2 separate regions of the Cyclopterus lumpus genome follow, and region 2 is linked to region 1. Evidence: chromatin contacts called from public Hi-C data. All regions are on one chromosome and are shown on one strand. The core of a region is the stretch at or near the end of the contact, and the rest is flanking DNA. Distances in the headings are between cores, read along the strand shown. Region 1 holds the start of meis2a (homeobox protein Meis2a). Region 2 holds the start of cdin1 (protein C15orf41 homolog).

Region 1 (2,928 bases), core at 265-2,764:
TTATCCCTCTTTAAAACGTCGTTGACAGCAGAGCCCATGCTGGCGGGCATAACGTTTGGATGAGGAGCGTGGGCTCCGTAGTGCTGGCTGGCGTGCAGCGGCGGTCCGTGGTTCAGGTGGTGGACCTGGGGAAGCGGCCGGGGAGCATGCGGGTCCCCGTACATCGACGCCGAGACTCCGTCCATCCCCCCGTAGTGGGCCAGCTCATCGTACTGGGAACACAATCAGAGCAAAAAGTCAGCGCGGCTGCCCGGTTACTTTTTATAAAAACAAATGTGAGAAAGTACAAACGAAAACAAAACAACAAAAAAAGCAATGCAACGTCTCAGCTCGAACACACGCAAAGGAGATCGAATAAGCGTTGAAAATGCGCCGCGGCCAGCGCAGGGGGAAAAGTGGCACATATTATATCTGATCAACGGGTTGTCGTTACCAAAAACATTACAACGGAGCTTCTCCCCGAAAGCGAGCTTGGTGGGTGAAAAGAGCGAATTAGTTTGGAGTCTCCTGTGAAACTGATCCACGAGTGTCGCGGAGGCTCGTCGGTAAAGGCAGAGAGAGGGCTGTCACTTTGCTTGAAGAGCAGGGGCGCTGCGAACAACGTCAAATATAGCAGCTTTGATATGAATACTTTGTGAGTTTGCCACCACCCGACAAGAGGTTATCGATACGAGTGCCGCCCTACAGTGGATTTGAACAGGTAAGTGTAGGAGATTTAAAACCTACCCTTTGCGCCATCAGGCTGCGCTCCAATAAACTCCTGAATCTGTCGTATATTTAATATCCCAGTCCCGTTTAGAAAGTGATTTAGAGGCGAGATTCCTTTTTCAACCAACTTTGCGACTTCTCCTATTCGCCAGTGTGGTTCAGTTGAAATCGTAGCATCAGGGAGTTTTGCAATTTTTCTGGTTTTCCCTCTTTCCTCGGGAAAAAAAAGGAAAAATGCGCCAAAGTGAAGGTTACAATCGGCCCATCAACAACCTGCATGTAACTAAACTGTCGTGTCTCATGGCTTTTTGCCACTCCAGCTGTCAATCAAAGCCAGAGGTTGTCAAGGTAATGAATGAATGACGGTTGGTGATGATGTTCAAGAGAAGGACGAATCTTTTAGTCCGTTTTCATCCCGCAAGTCCGCGTCTCCTTTAATGCCTCCAGATCGCTATCTTGTTTTATTATCACTGTAAAAAAAAAAAGAAGAAGAAGAAGAAAAAAGCAGTAGAAATTAAGAGATTGCGATTCAGATCTCTCCTTTCTTTCCCCCCGTAGGTATTTCGTCTATCTGGCGAGACTGAGATGAGTGAGTGTCAGCGAGTGTTGGCAGGTTGGCTGCTAGCTTGCTTATAGAAACAGAGTCAGTTCGCAGCGCTGAGCGGTGGGCGAATGAAATGACGGATCCCGGAAGTAGCGGTGGCCATAGCCAGTCCTACAGCAGCTCCAGAAAAGAGAGAGGAGAGACCAAATCGTGTGATATGCAGAGTATATGCGAGGCACGGGGACGGCTTCAACTGCACACTGGGGGTACGAGCCAAACCAACACAGCTCCCACCCAATTCATTTTCGCCGTGAAGAGTCCTAAAGAAAAAAAGCAGAGAGAAGGCTGAATGAGGAAGGTTTACCAGCGCGGACACTTCGGCTGCAGATACTCGGGAGTTACATCAAACACAACCCTGACTGAGTTTAACCACATGAATCATGATGAATAAGTTGGGTTTAAAGCAGATTTACGCAGGATGCATGCACACTTTTACGCACGGTGAAATGTAACATGAACCAAAGGTAAACCTTTGAACTTTCATCCATGCATCCTCATTGATATAACTTAAACGTGATATTATGAAGCAGGACATCTTATGAATGCAGAGTTTAATAGATGGACATAATGCTCACTTTGTATCTGTTTGTGGTTGTGAGATTGTGTGCCTAATATCTCCGTAATACCTCCTAATCTTACAGCTAATTATTGCTCTGCTCTTTTTTGTTTTTGCAAATTAAACGACACGCAGCACCCCTATAAGCCCGGAATGAACTTTTCCAAAAGGGGGAAAAAAAGCTTTGTGGAGAAAATAATTTTGTGTGTTTCTTTCGTCCAATCCCCTCTCTTAATAGAAATCCGTGCCTTACCTCAGAGTAGTCAATTATCAAAGCTCCCTGAGATCATCAATCATGTGAGGAGATTGAAGTTTAGAGGAGGAGCAACGCTCCGGACATCGATAGCAGTGAAGCCCTTTTTGGAGCCTGAGCACTTTTACGCACAAAACAGAAGCAGGCCATCTAACCCCTTTAATATGTATCTCCATCAATGCTAATATGGCATCATGGCTGTATTGATAGGTTCTCACATTAAGGCTCCATTTGTGGCTCCGTGACATTTTTTGATGGTGGAAATTAATTATTCACAGGTTAGGATTATGGTAGACACACGCTCAGGGAGATGGGCTGTGGCTACCGTTGGAGGGTCAATAAACTCCCAACAAACAAAATACCAAACAAGAGTTGCTTGAGGTCGATTTTAGAAATAGCTGGGGTGTTTTAAAAAAAAAAAAAGGAAAACGATTCAATAAATGAAACCGTGACAACGGTTATGTTTGTTGGCATAAAGGGGGGTGGGAAGTGTAGGACTGCAGGGTTTGACAAACGGCTGTGTGGACATTTCAACGTGCAATACCCCGGGAAGGAGCTGCAGAGCGGTGCGCAGAGAGCCAAGGCATTCACCGTCTCCAAGTCTCTCCACTCTGTAAACACAACCAGCCCGGCAGACTCTGCTATTGAAGACTGATATTTTCATGAGCTAAATACTATCGTTCACATTGATTTGTGCAGTAACGCTTGGCATTTTTTTTTTTTTTCTTTTCTCAACTTCCTTCTTTGGACAACCGTGGTAAGTAGCGCAAAACCCTTACACTGTATCTGCCGCTTTGTTGTGAACGC
Region 2 (2,941 bases), core at 415-2,914, 150 kb before region 1:
TCTGCTCACCGATGCATTGTTCACCCACAATAGAGGAAATCAGCAATGTTGTTGTCAAAAGAATGCTTGACTCTACCACAGAATGGTTTGATGTAGTCAAACCAATGCACATTTTTTGACTAATTATTTGTTGTTACTTATTACGATATTGTTGTTTTATTTATTTTTTATAAATTGGAAAAATCTGAAACTGACCACAAAATGACTGTGATACTTCCCTGCTGCATTGGTCTGTTAAGATTGAAGGTGAAAGAGAAAATCTATTAGGGTAGACTGAGGTTTAGCACTGTTCAGAGACTAATTACACAACAATGCCATTGTAAAATTATATTGATCTCAAGGGCATGTATTTGACAAATTAGGTCTTAAAAGATTTGAATCCTATTGAATAGTCGTCTAAAATCAACACTCCAGTCAGAGGCATCCATATGGTTCAGGGGGAAAGGAAGAAACACAACAAATCAGTAATTGACTATTGTCTATTTTCCCTTAAATAGCAGTTTGCGTTTGTAACTTATAGATAGCTATTTTCATTGAAATGCAAGCAGTTTGGATTAACAAATGTTACAACTGTATGCTTAATAATTTTAACAATATCCTTGTATGGTTTACACATCTTTTCTACAGTCGTACATCATCATCCTTGGCCTAATTTACATATTTCTGCCAGGGGCATTTAAAGCACTACCTTGGTTAGGTGAAAGGTGCTGAGGATTCTGGGGACCCACAGCTGGGGATGGTCCACACAAATGTCTTGTGTCGGAAATAATGTAGGCAAGCCCAGACCAATATTTTCTTAGGGAAGCAGAATTCCTTCCTGCAAATGTAAAAGAATACAATATATACACATTAATGATGCGTCACTGCGTTGTAATTTGGTAGACTTTGTGTTTTCTTTAAAGAAAAAGTAGGCTAATCACTGAACTTAAATGCACTTTAAATGTTGTATGTTGGAAGTGTAACATAATCAAATTAGATAAATGACCAAAACACTTTTAACACTTTTCTCCTAAGATTTGCAGTTGCTTCAACTTTAAGAATGAGGGGAAATTAACAAGAGCCTAAACTGAAGTTGAATGAAGCTCCATGAAAGCCAGGGGAATATATAGTGTGCTTCGCCACTTGATCATTGAATGCAGTTTATTTCAAATAAATATATATATCGTAGCCCTATGTTTTAAGTTGCAATGGACTGTAGGCTGAAGTAGCATTATCAAAGCAACAGAGCACGTTTTATTTGAGAAGCACCATCTGCAAAGAAATGTACGCAAGCACAGAAGTAACGCTGTCACCAGTTAAACTACGACATTATTGACACATAATTCGTGAGCTGTATTTACCGATGTAGAGCCCTGTACACACACATAACAGAAAGACGCCTCCTTCTCTGTTCTCCTTCCACAGTTCCCCTCCCCTCTTTAAAATACTTCCCCTGCCCGTATAGTTTAATCTTTTTATTTTCTGTCGGATTTTAGGGTTATCAACTAGCGTTGCAGCAGAGCCGAAGACGACTCATATCAAGCACCCGCCTGCATTTGACGAGAATCCAGTGATGCTTCCGAGGTGCTGCGAATCAGCAGCATGTCTCAGCTGGGTCTCCGCCTCCGTCCCGTCAAGTAACCAATCACCTGCTGGTATACTCAGCTTCGAGGAAGAATCGACCAATCACACCGCTGCTCACACAAAAGTCACCTCTTCAACTTCCTAGCGGGAAGCCGCTATCTGGAAGTGCACACATGCAGCAGGAATTAATGGTAAACAATCATTTTTACGTGTTATGTATCGCTCTACACTCATATTTGACAATCCGATACAGTCAGTAGTCCTTCAGTACCCTTTCGAAGAGTAGACGAGCATTTTTATTTTGTGGTGTCGCGTTAGCCACAAGATAAAGCTAAGCTTGGCTAGCAAGGCAGGAGGTAACGTTACAGCTGTTTTTGACAGCTCACGTTGTTTACCTCTGGAACCTAGGTTGCGTCCGTTGATTACACTCTCACTCTGTGTTTGCACAGATAGATACAGTCAAAGGCACACGGCCAGCATAGTAATCAAATCAAAATGAGGCTATCCCGAGCTGAATATAAAAAGATCGTGAGATGGACTGATCAACTGAGACCCACCCGCCAATGTATGAAGACGCTGAAGGAAAGATTACCGAAGTAAGTGGTTCCACACTTCTTTCTTCTTTTGTGAGCTCCTTTACTTGTGCGGATGTATTGTGTGTAAGTTACTGCAGGTGTGTGTTTATGCCAGAGGGTAAACACACCAAACTGCTGTGCATAAGCATATGTTATACTTTGTACACTGAGTCATTGATTATTTTCCAAAATGCACAAAATACAATTATGATTAGATAGTAATTTACATACATAAGAGCTCACTTCAGTGATGCCTTTACCATCTGTCTATCAACTCCCAATAGCAGATTCATTTATTCCTGAGTCTCTTTTGTATCTCCTTTTTTTTTTTTTTGTGGATATGTATCATCCCATTTAATTCACCACTTATGATCTCTAATTAATTCCACACAGGTTTCTGTATAGGCTTCCACCACAGCGTTAGCCAATGTTTTGCCATGCAGTGCCTGCACATCCAGAAATCGAAGAGAGAGGTTAATGGTTGTGTTTGCCTTTCTCCTTGACACTGAGGGCCCTCACTTTATTGAACGTAACATGTGTAATCCCCCAAGGCCACCAGGACACCATGGCTGATCCCGCTGAGGTCACTTACAAAGTCGTATGTATTTGGAGCTTCCTACTTCCATTGTGCCCTAATCACCAATCTAGAAGAAGGTATCAGGTCCCCAAAGGGGACACAGCGAAGCTTGAGCTTGGCTTTGTCCTCACTGTCAGCATTTTACAGAATATGTCATGCGTATAAAGTTCATCCAATATCCTGTATGTTTAGGCACCAACACTAGGAGGTCCTTCTCACATTTATT

Evidence for each region. A called contact is a pair of places that touch in the nucleus more often than the background predicts.
Region 2: a Hi-C map of muscle shows a contact between it and region 1, with 5 times the contacts expected there. The contact joins the promoter of cdin1 here to the promoter of meis2a in region 1. A contact is called at or near these places in 2 of 2 Hi-C or Micro-C datasets (both in muscle).

What each region holds. Positions count from the first base shown.
Region 1 is chr22:14,597,484-14,600,411 of fCycLum1.pri, reverse strand. meis2a (homeobox protein Meis2a) reads right to left here and starts at 1,514. Exons shown (of 13, transcript XM_034525554.1): 1 at 727-1,514; 2 at 1-212. The coding sequence starts at 738.
Region 2 is chr22:14,743,844-14,746,784 of fCycLum1.pri, reverse strand. It overlaps cdin1 (protein C15orf41 homolog), which reads left to right and starts at 1,664. Exons shown (of 11, transcript XM_034525504.1): 1 at 1,664-2,159. The coding sequence starts at 2,059.